2 separate regions of the Zea mays genome follow, and region 2 is linked to region 1. The links are chromatin contacts, called in public Hi-C maps. All regions are on one chromosome and are shown on one strand. Each heading gives the region's core, a stretch centred on a gene start, on an enhancer-like site or on the middle of the called end of the contact. The rest is flanking DNA. Distances are from core to core; before and after follow the strand shown. Region 1 holds the start of LOC103650942. Region 2 holds the start of LOC103652383 (SKP1-like protein 1).

What was found. Hi-C and Micro-C count contacts between places; a contact is called where the count stands out from the background.
Region 2: a contact with region 1 is called in a Hi-C map of ear, with 2.4 times the contacts expected there. The contact joins the promoter of LOC103652383 here to the promoter of LOC103650942 in region 1. A contact is called at or near these places in 2 of 25 Hi-C or Micro-C datasets (ear and endosperm).

The regions. Positions count from the first base shown.
Region 1 is chr3:178,054,165-178,061,845 of Zm-B73-REFERENCE-NAM-5.0, forward strand. It overlaps LOC103650942, which reads left to right and starts at 2,719. Exons shown (of 2, transcript XM_008676546.4): 1 at 2,719-3,536; 2 at 3,714-4,613. The coding sequence starts at 3,210. The coding sequence ends at 4,334.
Region 2 is chr3:178,765,885-178,773,565 of Zm-B73-REFERENCE-NAM-5.0, forward strand. LOC103652383 (SKP1-like protein 1) reads right to left here and starts at 3,294. Exons shown (of 1, transcript XM_020551156.1): 1 at 2,506-3,294. The coding sequence starts at 3,252. The coding sequence ends at 2,653. LOC103650947 (3-phosphoinositide-dependent protein kinase 2-like) reads left to right here. Exons shown (of 11, transcript NM_001301543.1): 11 at 1-320. The coding sequence ends at 21.

The sequences.
Region 1 (7,681 bases), core at 1,469-3,968:
ACATTAGTGTTACTGTGTTTGTGATGCCATGACCCGGTAGGCATACTCTACAGCATTAGGACTCACTCCTCGCTCTTTGGTGCAATCCATTTCTAGTACCTTAGGGTACTATGGTGTCATCACTATGACATAGCTGATAAGGATAAACAAGTTGTACGACTATACCAACAAATAACTCATCTATCTCAAATCGTGTTACAACAAAAGCAAAACTAGATCTAATTTATTAGGCATAACACCTATATGAAAACCATCTAGATAAAAAATTGTGCATGAACGACTTTGGCACCACCGTTAGAAAATGGGTAAGTTGCACACTAATGTATCTAGCATGTTCAAGACATATTACATATGAGTAGGAGATCATAGATCGTTACCACTAGACGCGTAATGTAGCAAAAAAGAGTGTAACGATATAATGTAAGTAGTCGTACGTCCTCACGTACAAACAGCAATGATACATTCACTCTTGCTTCTCACACTCATTGTCGTTCAACACTACAATAACAGTAGCATTGTGTCTATAGTATCCACCGTACAAGGATGAAACACCAAAATATTGTCGTGTTAACATAGACTCGCATCGAGAGGAAAGACAATGGTGACTTGGGTGCTGGCAATCCTAAGTGAAAGGCAACGACTACTCGGTTGTGAGATGTCTCTTACCCTAAAGGTCTATTTGATAATGATTGTCTTTTGAACATATCATCAACTTATAATTCTATCTTTTATCTCTAAGAAAATCAAGTCATCCATTCTGCTGATGTGAGCAGCACAAGTTGTATATATAACCGGCATCCTGGACTACCGGTGCATAACTAAGGCCTCGTTGATGGACTAAAGATTAGTCTCTCCATTTTAGTCTCATTTATTCCCTAAATTGTCAAACAGTGGGACTAAAATGTTTTAGTCTCTAGTACCCAAGGGGTGACTAAAATGGACTAAACCATATTAATTCTATCTTTTGTCTTTTATTTATTTCAATTACACTGATGGCGGGAGAATAATAAGGGATATTTTGGTTCTCTTATGATTCATTTAATGTTTTTTGAATACTTTTAGTTGTTAGAACCAAACAGGATAAGGACTAAACTTTAGTCTTCTAACTAAACTTTAGTTTCTAGACTAAAGGACCAAAACGAGACCTAAATAGTTCACCTCTTCGGATGGATTAGGACTAAAGTTTTAGTGTAAGTTTAGACCTTATATCAAACGAACTTATATTATACTCTCTCTCTCCGTTTCAATACAGTTATCGTTACGGTATTTATAAACTGTCAAAAATTTTAAAGTTTAACTAAATTTATAAAAAAAATATGATCAATATTTGTACTTTTAGATAAGTTTGTTATTGATTTAAAGATCTATCTAATCAAATTACCATATGTGTGTGTCAGTGTGTGGTTAAAACTTAAAAGCGGTTGCCTCCGAAAATGAGGACGTCAACTATTGAGCAACAGAGCAAAGCAAGTACTCAGTGATCAAAGAAATTGACTGCAATGCAAACAAGGGCGGTGGTAATCGATTGCCTTGCCTCCGAGATACGGGAGCCGGGCACAGACAAGGCGTACGGTCCTGGACAAGGACAATAAAACCTGCCCGTCCGCGTCCGCGTCCGGTCCTCAAGCTCGGGAGCTCCGCTGCCGTTCCCTGCCTGCCTGCTGTTGCCATGGCGTGCGCCGTGATCATGCGTGTCCGCTGCTCCGGTCTAGGAGCACCTGCGACTGCGACTGCGAGTGCTTATGCCTCTCCCGGCAGGCGCGTGTGACGGGACTGACGGACGGGAACACGGAGCGCAGCTGCCGCATCACGAAAACTCTTGGCTGCTCACTCCCAGAGACCGAGACCAGAGAAGCATGCTAATCCCATGCATGTCGGGCGGGGCTACTGCTCCAACAGTCCGGGGGAGACAGACAGGGAGAGGTATAGTGCTCTGACCGCAACAAACACTGACGACCAAATCCCAGTGAATTCAATGGCACCTAACACTACTATGCCATCCATCTGCCAGTGAGCTTTACCACCCCCTCCTCTCTTTTTTTTTTTTGTACAAGACTGATCGATCATGTTTTGATATGGAGAAGAGAATCGGCTGTGAAAGGGCAGGTCCGAAGATAGTCTTCCAGACAAAAAGAAAAAAAAAAGAAAAAGAAAACTTCTACGGTAAGGTAAGCATGGTTTGGAGTAATCCGGTCGGCATCCCCGGCATTTCTGGAGGTCTCTACAAGTAGTATAGCTCCTTGCCAACAGGAGCCGGAATGAAATGTGGAGGAATTTCGGTGGTGGTGGTGGGCATTGACAGGATAAGATTTGCATCTCTGAGTTGGAAAGGGGTTAAGGGAATAAAGGGGCAGTGCTCCGTGTAAGATTAAGATAGAACCGAATAACGCAAGGTTTGGGGGGAACTGATTGGACCCGTGGTACTAAATATCGCATTGCTTAATGAGATACTCATAATTTATCTGATGTGATATAAACTAAACTTTAGTTAGTTGAATCGAACACCTTCTAACTCTTATGATAAACATAAACATGGCTTGTCCTCCTAAAACCAGGTTAAGAAAGTGAAATCCCTTCTTTCAAAAAAAAATACTATAGAAGAGAAAACCCCTGATAAATAAAAAGGTTCGAAAGATTCAGAGACAGCCAGACAGGAACCTGAATAAGCAGGCAAGAGGACAGGAAAAAATTCAACGAATGGTGCCAGCAGGAAACGTCCAAGGGGCCCACTTGGCTGACAAGGAGCCACACCGCTTTTTTGGTGGTAAACAGCTGCGGTGCTGTGTGCTGTCATCGGCCGATGACTGCGGTTAGAGGGGTTAAACACGTTAAGCTTGGGGAGCACGAGGCAGCAGCCAGCTGCCAGCCAACAAGACAAGAGCGGCAGTGTTCGGGTCGCGCTCTGCTGCCGCTGCTTCTGCCTCCGCCCTCCGCCCCTCCTCCTCCTTTTCATCACCCTTCCCCCTCCCGTCTAGACACGCATCATTGCGCTACTCCGCGCTGCACTCCCTCCTCCCGTGTCTGTCGCCTCGCCTTGCCCCTCTCGTGCTCCCTCCCCCCCTGCTGCTGCAGGTTAATGCTCCTCCGTCCGCGCCGGTGCACCACCGCGCTCTTGCTTAGCTAGCTAGCTATATATATAGCCAGCCGAGCAGGCTTCCTTTTCCCAGTTCAAACAGTGCAGCGTCGGCGGTGGCGGGGACGACGACGCGATGAACGCCTTCTTCACGTCCCTGGCGCGCGGGCTGGACGACCTGGGCCGTGCGGGCGGGCTGTCGTCGCTGTCGGCTCTGCTGCGGGCGGCCGCGCTGCTCAGGGGGCTGCACTCGCAGCTCACGCTCATGGTCGGCCAGCTCCACCTGCCGCCGGGCGGCCGCTGGCTCGACGAGTACATGGACGAGACGGCCCGCCTCTGGGACGCCTGCCTCGCCCTCAAGCTCGGCCTCGCCTCCGTCGAGCGGTATTGCGCGGCGGCCTCCTGCGCCGCCGCCGCGCTGGATGACTGGCTCCAGGATCCTTCTCCTCTGTCCACTCGCCAGGTTGGTTGGTTCTTCCTTCCTTCCTTTCTGTCGTTGAAACGTGCTGCGGTTGCGATCGATCGTTTCCATCATTCATGCCTTTGGCAGGCCTTTTTCTCTTCTCTGTTCCTTACTGTCTGAAAGACTGAAACGCTCGTGGCTCTGTTTGTGGTGCGCATCATCATCGGCTCATCGCAGGTGATGCGGGCGATCTCCGTGTCGAGGAGGGAGGCCATGGCCGCGGAGGAGGAGAACCGCGCGCTGGCGGACGCGAGGATCGCGCCGCTGTCGCTGCATCTCGACGAGCGTCTGCTGCTGCGCGCCACGGACGCGAGGCTCGCCGGCTTCAACGGCTTCCGGGGGCTCCTGTACGCGCTGCACAACGCGAGCTCGCTCCTCCTGCTCATCCTCGCCAGCGGCGCGGTCTCCTGCGCCGCGGCGGCCGGCGGCCCGTGCGCCGGCGCCGACGACGCCGGCTCGGACGGTTTCACTGCGTCCATCGCAATGCTGCAGCAGAGGCTGGCGGAGGAGGCCGAGTCCGACGGGCCCGGCGCCGCGCCGGGCATCAGGATGTGTGAGTTCCGGTGCGCGCGCGCCGCCGTGGAGGCGGCGCGGGAGGAGGTGGAGCGCGCCGCGGCGGCGGGACGCAAGTGCGAGGGCGGCGGCGGCGGAAGCGCTGTCAAGGACAAGGTGGAGGAGCTGAAGGCGTGGCTGGACGTGCTCCGGACCGGCACCGATAGCCTGGTGTGCCAGCTGGACGACTTCCTGGACGACATTGTCGAGGGCAGGAAGGAGCTCTCCGACCTGTGCAGCCATTGATGTGATGGATCGGTCACACCACACCTCGTGCCCGCCTTGAAGGAGAGCATCATCATCATCACAAATTCGCATGAACAAACGAACGTTGCTTGCTTGATTTGCATGGTAGTACAAGCAAAGTCAGATACGTACGTACTAGCACTAGCTGCAGTGTCCCTATGCTATTGCAATAGCATGTTGTTGCCTTGCCCCTCTTTCTAACCCCATCTCTCCGTCTCTGTCGAGGGGATGGAGAGAGCGATGGAGCATTCTGGTTGGCCATGATGCTGTTCCTGTCTCGCTGTTGCGTCTGCGTCTCTGCCATGAAAGGAGGAGGCATGATGGTGGTGGCCTGGTGGGGGTGAGAGAGAGGGGTGGGAGTCGGAAGAGGAGAGGCATAGGCAACTGATCGATCGCAACAAGATATCTTGGCTCAGGAATCGTCGCCACACTCGCAGCTGCTGCGTATCGAAAGGTTGCTTTTTGTTTGTTCGCCTGGGCGCGAAGAAAGCGGCCTATAAGGTTGGACCCTTGCCATCGCCGCGGAAAAAGTACTGGCAACTTTGGTTGCTTCTGTCGTGCGTGCACTTCACTCGCTTTCTCAAAGCTCTCTCTAGCTTCAACCTCAAGAGTCTTCCAGCCCAGCCGCACTGAGACCAGGTGCCAGCAACCAGAGGCACCCCTCTCATTCGTCTTGACAGAGCCTAACCCTCTCATTCGTCTTGACAGAGCCTAAGAACCCCATCGGCGACACGACATTATCCGTCGGCTCGCCACGCCGGCGAAAGACGAGCCATCATTCATGGCCTCCTTTCCCACGGCCAGGTGCCCTCGCGTCGACGTCGTGTGCATTATAGCGCCGTTCCATATCCACCGCTTCCGCTCCGGGCCAACCACCGTTTGCTTCTTCGTTTAGAAAGGAAAAAAAAACCTGAAAGCAATGTGGGAAACGCCGAGGATTTCGCCACTTGTTTACTCAACTCCTACTAGTGGCGACCTCACTCCCGTCTCTCGCCCATCATTACGGCCTCCACCATCGCAAGAATAGAGGAGGGGTCCAAAAGCCGGGCCGCGCTCCGTCAGGTCAGATTCCTTGTACCCCTGACTGTCTCCCCGTCCCTGGCCGAGGACGGCAACCGGCGGCCGCCTGCGTATCCGGAGATGGATGGATTGGATGGGCGGATGGGAAGGCAGCGCAACACGCGATCGGAGCGAAAACGCTGTGGCGGCCTTCCGTCCCGCTCCCGTGGCGCTTTGTCGGGGTTGGACCGGCGGTGTCCCCGGGCAGGGAAAGCTGCGGACGGCCGATCGCAATGATTAAAGCGTCCTCTGGAACGGCAGCGGGACTGACCCGGGGAGCAGCGCGGCTTTCTGCTGCGCATTCAAGAAAAGGACCCCTGGCCCTTTGCCGCCTGTGTCGCTCGTCCTCGTCCTCGTCCTCGCACCCGTCGGTGTGGTCGGTCGGTCCACGGACCCATGCCGGGCCATCATTTCCCTTGAGGAAGACGGAGCGAGAGCGGGCTGATGGGAGTGGAGGGTTGCCCATGGACCGATCGGCGGCGACTGGCCAACTGGGTCGGATCATGGCCAGAAGGAAAACGAGGGGGGGCTTGGTGTCGCGGTCAGGTCTTGGAAGAACAAACGAGGTGCGCGTCGGTCTGGGTTGAAACCGGAATTTGGCAGCTAGGCACCAAAGTTTCATCATGCCTTTCTTCCCTGGACAACGAGCCTCATGATGTCAGCGGCTAAAAGAACCCGGATACTGCCGTATAAGTCTGGATACGATCAGATTATATGGCCGTGTAAAACACTCATTATTTACAGAGTTGCGTGTGAAAAATAAGGATAAGATATGAGAGCTACTGAAAATAGCCTTAGATATCTTCAAACAAATGGTCATTGTTTTCAGGTAAAAAAAAAAACAGACCATAAGATTCATTGCATAACTGCTGGACAAAAAAAAACACCAATCCAGACATCCAGGGTTGCTCTATCCTTCCTTGGCAGTCTGAGCTGCCAAAGCTTTGCGTCTGAGACACACGCCACCAAAGTTTGACGTGGATGTAGAACCGAAAACCACCCCCATCGCTTCGCTTCCAGAGCTGCCAGCAGCAAAGTGCTGAAAAATGTCTCGAGGGGGGTTGGTGCCGGCCTTCCTAACGCAGTGCAGGTCGTTTGAGGTGGAGGCTGTCCAATGGCAGGTCCGTTGAATCCTAGTTTGGCCCAGACGACCCAGAGAGTCCTGGCAAAGGGGCGTCCTGAAACCATATGATCTGCGGTCTCTACATTTCGCTCACAGACTTCACATCAGGCTGTGTCAAAGATCTTCCGCATCAAGTTGGCCCGACGTTGAACTCGGCGAACCACGAGCAACCAAATAAAGAACTGAACCCGCTTTGGAGCGAAGCTATTCTACATAAATCCTGCGCCAAGGCGTCCTTAATTAGACTTTATCCTCATCAGTGACGGTTTATATCACCATCTATTTTAAGCTCCATTATATCTTAACAGTGTTTTACACATTCATAATCCTTAGAATATGTTGAAAATAAACCTCGAGTGCTAGTTCACTCATTCGTTTGATCGTAAGTGCTAAGTTTATTGTTTAGTTTGATATGTTACTCATCTTTTGAAATCAACTTTTGCGCATTTAGTTGTAGGACTAATTTATTTTTTTATGCAATAATCTATTTAAGCAAAAGAATAGATTCTAAAAAAAGCGGTGAAGCTTTGCGGCACTAAAGCAGGATCGTGTTCTTCTAATTCACGTGAGTTTTTGTATTCTATTGGCCGGGTGCTTGTGCTTGTTACGGCAAGGTTCTAAAGGGACCTAACTATTGATATTAAAACCATGTTGTTCAAGATGTCCGAGATAAGGTCTGATAAGAACATCTTTAAAGATGGTGTCGTGAGGTGGACGGCGGGGGTAGCTACCCTGTTGGCACCAAGGCAAATTACTAAGATTGGACGTTCCTGATGAAAGTGAAGTTGAAGATAAGAGGAAGGTCATTGAGAGGGTGGCAGTGGGTTTTCCTGGAGGAGAAGGTGGTCAATAAGATCATTAGCAGTGTGCAAAAGCATTTGAAGAAAATTATGGTAGTGATAAAGACCCTCCTTGACGTGTCACTCATCGTCGAAAGCCTTATCAGTCAACTCAAGGCGACGAAGGATGCAAACAAGGAACCACCAACTTCGCTGCAGCAAGATGAAATATTGTTCCTCACGGAGAAAGAGTGTGATGTGCGACGAATGAAGCATGAAGCATAAAACCACTCTAGTGGTGGCAATATGGAGGGTGTCCCTGTTCTAGTGGACAGCATCCAACAAGGCCATGAAAGCAAGAACAATAAAGCAGAAAGTCTAAACAT
Region 2 (7,681 bases), core at 2,044-4,543, 710 kb after region 1:
CAACGCTGCCAAAGGAATTAATTTTCAATTCAAATCAAAACTCTAAAATGTCGAATTAGGCACTGTTAATACATCATATCCTTTTCACTTGGGAGGAACATGAGGGGGTTTATTTCTCCTGCATCCTGCTCCAATGCCTGGTTGCAAGGAACTTGCTACTCGCTAATTCACACACTGAATGATGGCCCCCAATTTTTTCCCTTCCCATCCATGTTTTCAAATAGTACACAATTTTGTTTGTCACTTTTGTGAACCGTTGGAGCAGATATCTTCAAAACAGGCTGCAGTCTGGAAATATTGACACAGGAAACTATTTTAACAGTCTGCCATACTTGATTCTCTTTGTTGTCTTTTGTTCAAGAGCATCTATATCAGAGTAATTCTTTGGTTTTGCCAGATATCGAATGATATTGGTCTGATTGTTTACTTGAATTAGTGTTGCATTAGATGTTATACAACGTGCCCTTCACCTGAACAAAGCGAAGGGGGCATGCTGGATACGTAGGATTTGACCGAATAGTAGGATGCAGGCTGGAATTGCTTTGCGTATGGTGCTAGTCTGTTATACCTGTGTAGGCAACCAAACCTGAGTGGATTGCACCCTGGATAGCCAAACATGAGCAAATTGCACTGTGGGGCAACCAAACATCTATGTTGACACAAAGTGTCCATAACTTCTTGTCTCAAAACACTTGGGCTCTAATCTAATGTCAATATCCAAATTTCAAGTAACAATGCTAAAAGCACCTAGACACTTAATGGGTTCCATGATTAATGGTGATACAAAATTATTATGACTAACATTTGCTTTTTAGAGGCCTATTAAGCTAATTCACAATATAGTGATTGTTTGTGTAATCCATAGTTATTAAGGCCGTAAGACGATATAAGGCGCATGACCCCATTTTTATCTTTTAGCCGGTAAAGCTTAAGATGTAACCACACCTTGATTATATAGTAATATAAAAAATTAAACCAAATATTATAATAAGTAAGCTAGCATAACTGTAAGGCCTAGTAGCCCTATTTCAACCTAGTAGAAGAGAGAAACATGGAAAAAAGAAAAAGTTAAATGACCTATAACCAGTCAACCCAACAAATACAGCCCAACACACCAGTTTTCTCTACTATACTTAAAGCACCAGTTTTAATGGTGGTCTTGCGTCATCTTTTTACAAATAACCCTTCACAGCTATTTTAAATTAACTCGCTGCACGTCTATAGATGGCCAAACGGCGGCCCGGCACGGGCCAGACGCTCGCGGGCCACAGCTCTGGCTCAGGCACGTCATGCCGACCTGCTGATTGTGCCGGACCGTTGTACGTCTATAGATAGCCAAACGGTGGCCCGACACGGGCCAGACGCCCGCGGGCCACAGCTCTGGCCCAGGCACGTCATGCTGACCTGCTGACTGTGCCGGACCGACTCGTTAGCCTGTCGGTCCATTTGATTAACATCATTGTATTTTTTATGTTGTTAATGATATGATCATTGAAAGAGAGAAACCTTGTCAGTATTGCAGCCATGACAATAGCAGCGACGACGATGAAACTTTTAACAGACAAAAAACATCTAACGATCACATGTGGCTATCAAAATTGGATTTTGAACACAAAGATGGATAAAAGATGGGTATAGACTGCTCAAGACAGTGTACAAAACACAAAGATTGGTAAGGTGAGTATTAATGTGTGTTTGGAGACTACAAACATAGTTCATTAATATATCAATTTAATATACCAATTTTACAATTCCATTTTTGATATTTTAATTAAAATCTTTTTAATTTTTATTTATTCTAACACTTAATTATTATAAATCCTATTTTAGTTTCATTTTTATGTTATTATTATTATTATTACTATTAAAGCAATGGAATCATCCATACGCCTTATGGTTTATCAAGATAACATGTATATTATGTGATTAATTCAACACCACTAAATTCAATTGAACTAGGTATTTAATTTTGTAAAAGTTAAGTGACATGTATATAATTAATCCAAATTTTAATCGGAACCCCATGCAGACCATAGAAATTTATGAGGAGAAAAAGGGGCAAAAAAAAAGAGCGGATGATTGGAATCGGTCTCATGACCCTACATGCGCTTGTGGGCACTAGATAATATAACTTCAGATTTAAATGTTCTAAAATTCAATAAAAACATAATTTCTAAAGACAGGTTGCACTTTTTGTTCGGATCTGAAAAGTCAGATCAATGAATTTGTAGATAGATTTCTTGAAATTTTGATTCTTGACTTTGTAGCTTAATTATATTCGCAGCATGTAGATGGAATTCCTAAATACTTAATATATTAGCTGATAACTGCAGATCACAGACGAACTCCTCAATATATTGGCAACGACTAATATGCAAGCAGACGTTAGGTGCAAGCGTGTAAGCAGCTCAATTGGTGCATTGAATCTAGATCTAACCGTATGTGTAATCGTGATTTGTTAGGGTTTTTTATAAAGTTAAACGAGATGGTGGTGGAAGGATTTAAACGTTAAATATAGCAATACGGTTAGATCTAAATCTAACGGACCAAAAGACATGTTTGCACACTTGTATATAATGGCTGCTTGCATATTAGTCTTTGCCCAATATATTAGCTAATAATTATAGATAAAACATACTACTTATTAATGTATCAGATCAGAAGATAACTGTAGACGAGCAAACTAGCAATCAAGATCAAAGCTAACAGTAACCACGGCGGTCCAGTACGGACGGGGAGCGGGAGACTACATCTCTCGAAGGCCCAGGAGTTTTCACTACGGATCGCCTCCTCCTCCTCTTTGGTTAAGTCGTTCTTGATGTTGAAGGTCTTGCGGATCTCCTCCGGTGACTTGCCCTGGATCATGTCGACCACCGCCCGGCAGGTCAGGTCCTGCAACCCCTTGATGTCGAGATAGTTGGCAGCCATGATGAGGTCGAAGAGCGTCGCCGTCGCGACCTTGACGAACTCGGCGTCCCACTTCTTGAGGTCGACCTCGCCGCCGCCCCCAGCTGATGAGGCGCTGGTGGTCTCCGCGGCGTCGGAGTCGTCGTCGGCGGGCTTGGCGGCGGCGTGGACGTGCTTGTTGCAGTACTCGATGACCAGGGCGAGAGTTTTGGAATTCACGTTGGGGAGCGGGATAACGTTGTTGGCGCAGTCGTCCTCGATCATGAAGCGGATGATCTCTGACTTCATCATCACCGCCTCCTCCACCTCGAACTCCTCGTAGTCGGAGCTCCTCAGCGTAAGCATCTTCTTCGCGGTGCCGCGGGCAGGCGGGGTCGGCAGTCGGGGGTAGGGCGGTAGGCTGGCGACTCTCGCACGCGGCCAACTACGATCCACGATGCGGCACGTCCGTATATATAGTGAGGGGCGGCTTGATAGGAACGGGGGAGACACCACGGCCGCGGTACGGTAGGATACGGTAGGTGCAGATTGCATCTCCTAGATTCGCTCTTGTCAGTTGCCTGCTGCACGTGATAACAATCAGGTCTCAGCCCTTGATTTTCTGTTATGAATCGCGGGCCTGTTGCATGCCATGCATAGCGCCGGGCGTGCTCCTAAAGTCCTGTTTTACTTTAAAAAAACGCATAGTTTTGTCTATAATTGTAACAATATTTTGGTGATATATGTACGTGCAATTGCTCATATCTCTACTATACTTAAGCACCGGTTTCAATGGTCGTCTCGTGTCATATTTTTACAAATAACCTCTCACAGCTATTTCAAATTAATCCGTTGCACGTCTATATATGGCCAAACGGCGGCCCGGCACGGGCCATACACTCGCGGGCCACAGCTACGCCTATAGATAGCCAAATGACGGCCCGGCACGGGCCAGACGCCCGTGGGCCACAGCTCTGGCCCAAGCAAGTAGGAGTGTAAACGGATACTTATTCGGATATCAGTTTTTGGTCTTTTTTCTTTGATTGTGAATTAATAGAATATAGAATCTGCTATGCAAATTTATATTCTTGTTTTTAGTATTGAGTTGGTAAAGATTCATGAAAGGTAAACCTTAAATCTATCATATATCTTCTCAAATAATAAATATAAATTTCGGATACAAATCGAATACGGATACATATATTTTTTCACCTTTTTTGTTGTATGGAGCAAATAATGTATGAAATAATTTATACAAAATTTTATTCTTATTTATAATAATGTGCTTCATAACATAAGAAGAGATTAGCATCAAATTTCATACATATCTATTTTAAAATATTAAATTTGTCCTAACAGTTCGGATATCCATTTACATCCGTACAAGCACGTCATGCCGACCTGCTGACTGTGTCAGGCCGGCTCGTTAGCCTGTCAGCCCATTTAATTAAATCAACGTAAAATGTTAAAAAACAAAAAACGATGCATGAGGTGGGTTCGAACCTACGTAGAAGTGTAAACGGATACTTATTCAGATATCAGTTTTTGGTCTTTTTTCTTTGATTGTGAATTAATAGAATATAGAATCTGCTATGCAAATTTATATTCTTGTTTTTAGTATTGAGTTTGTAAAGATTCATGAAAGGTAAACCTTAAATCTATCATATATCTTCTCAAATAATAAATATAAATTTCGGATACAAATCGAATACGGATACATATATTTTTTCACCTTTTTTGTTGTATGGAGCAAATAATGTATGAAATAATTTATACAAAATTTTATTCTTATTTATAATAATGTGCTTCATGACATAAGAAGAGATTAGCATCAAATTTCATACATATCTATTTTAAAATATTAAATTTGTTCTAACAGTTCGGATATCCATTTACACCCGTACAAGCACGTCATGCCGACCTGAATGAAGTTGTCTAACCAGTAGAACATCATGCTCAGATGTTTTTAATATTGAATGTAAATTGTATATATGTATATACATTTTTTGTAAAATAAAAAATATAATCGTGTTGGGCCAGCACTATGGGCCAAGGCTGCAGCCCAAGCACGGCATGACGTTCTTGGCTTTTGCAATCATTAGGTCGTTTCTGAGACCACATTAGCGCAATGGACTCCATAGTGTTTGAGGTTGCTGAATTGGATGAAGCAACAATGATTTGTCACACTAACAGTAAAATGAAAGGTTATTTGTTAGTTTTAAACATTAGTAATTGCTACGAACTAGCATATTTTATGGAGCACATCTAGTTTTTATTGATGTCTGACTTTAGCAACTTTATATTTTGATCTATTTTTTATAAGTTTGAGTTCATGTGACTTATTTTAGAAACTTGAGCTCACAAACTTTCTATTATTTGGTCTCTATATTGTGGAATTATGTCATTCTATAATCTTTGTTCGTTCAGTCAGTCGTTGTGAACTCTCTTCTAATCGCTCACTTTATTGTTCGTGTTGTACCTGTAAGGAAAATGGACCCCGGGCCATTTGGCTAAATAGATTTTGGTGTTTGATGATCAACATAATCTGTGGACTAATGTGTTTGCTAGTGTTTGTGTTTGTAGTTCACATGATGCTAAAGTTACTTGGACCAAGGAATTGAGGAAAGCAACACCTCAAAAGAAGACATTATAAAGATCAAGTGAAGTCCAAGAAAATAAGCATGTGTTGCCACGGTCGGACTGTCTGGTCTGGAGCACCGAACTGTCCGATGGCACACCGGACTGTCCGGTGCACCAGGAATAGTAGCCCTAACGGCTAGTTCCAGGTGGCACCCGGAGGGAAGACCACCGGACTGTCCAGTGTGAAGTCCGGACTGTCCGGTTTGAAAATCCTGCGCATCAACGGTCACCTGCTCTGACAGACTAACGACTAGGCGCACCGGACGGTCCGGTGACCCCACCGGACGGTCCGGGGCACCACAGAAAGCAGCAGTTTTTCTCCAACGGCTACTTTTGTGTTGGGCCCAAGAGACATACCAAGGCATACAATAGACATTCCCAAGTGCTCTTACACCCAAGTGCTTAATAGAATCACTCGGTGATTAGCGTAGGTGCTTTGCGAAGTGCAGCGCTTGCTCTAGGTGAACCCTAGTTAGTTGAGTGAGTTTTGTAAAACCACACAACCCCTCGGCATTTGCGCGAGCCATTGGGCGAGAGTCTTGCGAGACCGTGACAACCGCGTTTGTGTCACGGCCGCCACCGTGTACCGGAGGGAACGAGGCCCACAGCGTTTCTGCCGGAAGCTCGATAGTGGAGACGACGGGGAGCGTCCGAGAGGAGCCGGAAGCGAAGCACCACTTGCGCGTGGAGAAGGCCCGCTGCTCTCTACGAAGTTACTCGGCCGAGGTGCTTGGCCCTCGCGTGGGCTTCCCTTTGCGTTGGGGCACCAACGAGGATTAGTCGGGACCTTGCGTGGTTCCGGATATGTAAAGCCCTAAAATTCGTATAAGGCAAAAATAATAAAATAAAAAAAATACATGTATTTTTCATGAAAGTGTTTTTGGAATTATTTAAATTCATTGTTGTGCATACTCACTTAAGAGAAGTAAAGTAGACAAATAGCAAATAAATAAATATAGAAATATGCATCTCATGCCGAGGTTCTTGTAATTGTGCATTTGTGTTTAAATTCGCAAGACAAGTTTAAGTTAAAAAATATAGAATTTGAAAAGGGAGGAGGAAAACAATATACACTATGAAGAAATATATATATATATATATATATATATAGGAATGAATATATTCTTTTAGGCTAATACATGTTGGCCGAAGTCCTAATCGCAGCCAGCCCACGGGCACGTTTGTTTTTTTCTTCTTTATTGTGTTGGCGGCATTCTGCTTCATCCTGACATATGGTATGACATCAGCCATGCATGTGGGCCCCAGCCGGCAGATTCATCCCCTTTCCCTGTATCAGCTCGTACGGTACCCGTACTGAATGCCGGTTAATCCGGATCTGAGCGAAACAAACTCAGCTATGTGGCCGAGATCGTGCCCCGCCGTTTGGGTCCTAGGGATTCCTCAGGGCTATAAAGAAACGCATCAGGCAGCCTCTTCCATCGCACCGCCTTGGACCCAGCCATCTTCTCCTCCACGGTACTTTCTCCACCCAGTACGGCAGTACCCCAGGTCGACCTCCATGGCGCGCGGCAACTCAAGCGCTGGCTCTCTCCCTCCCTTCAACACTCCAGGGCCACCGGCCCCTGCGCCTCCCTCTACTCCACATGGCCAGCATGGCAGCCGGACGCTGAGATCCATGGCGAGCTCCTCGCGCCGTCTACTTTCCTCATCGGCCGTGACTTCTCGACGCTCGTCCTCAAGCCCGGCCGTGTCGGTCGTCCCTGACCCCACCTTGGTGCAGCGCTACCAGCCGCCATGACGTCGTCATCTTCGTCGCCGAGCCAGACGCCGCCACTGTCCATACCTGTTGCCATGGTGGATCGAAGGGTCCCGTCTTGCCCCTCTGCTCGGCTTCCTGCTCCCACGTCCGTTTCACCCGTCGGCAGAGGGCTTCGGCACTCCAATCCTTGGTATGGATCTTCCCCATCTAGTTCACTTGCTCACTGCGGCGTGTAGAACATTTTTGTTTGGTATCTGGGTTGCCGGTCAGAGTTACCCGATGAACTTGCCGCCATGGGTGCTCTGCTCCGCCATGTCTACTGGAGGGGAGAACACGAGTGCCGTTGATTAGATAGGAAATGGTCGTGATCAAATCAAGGTTTACATGACCGTCATGGCCGTAGATCGGTAAACGGACGGTCGAGATTAACTAGTG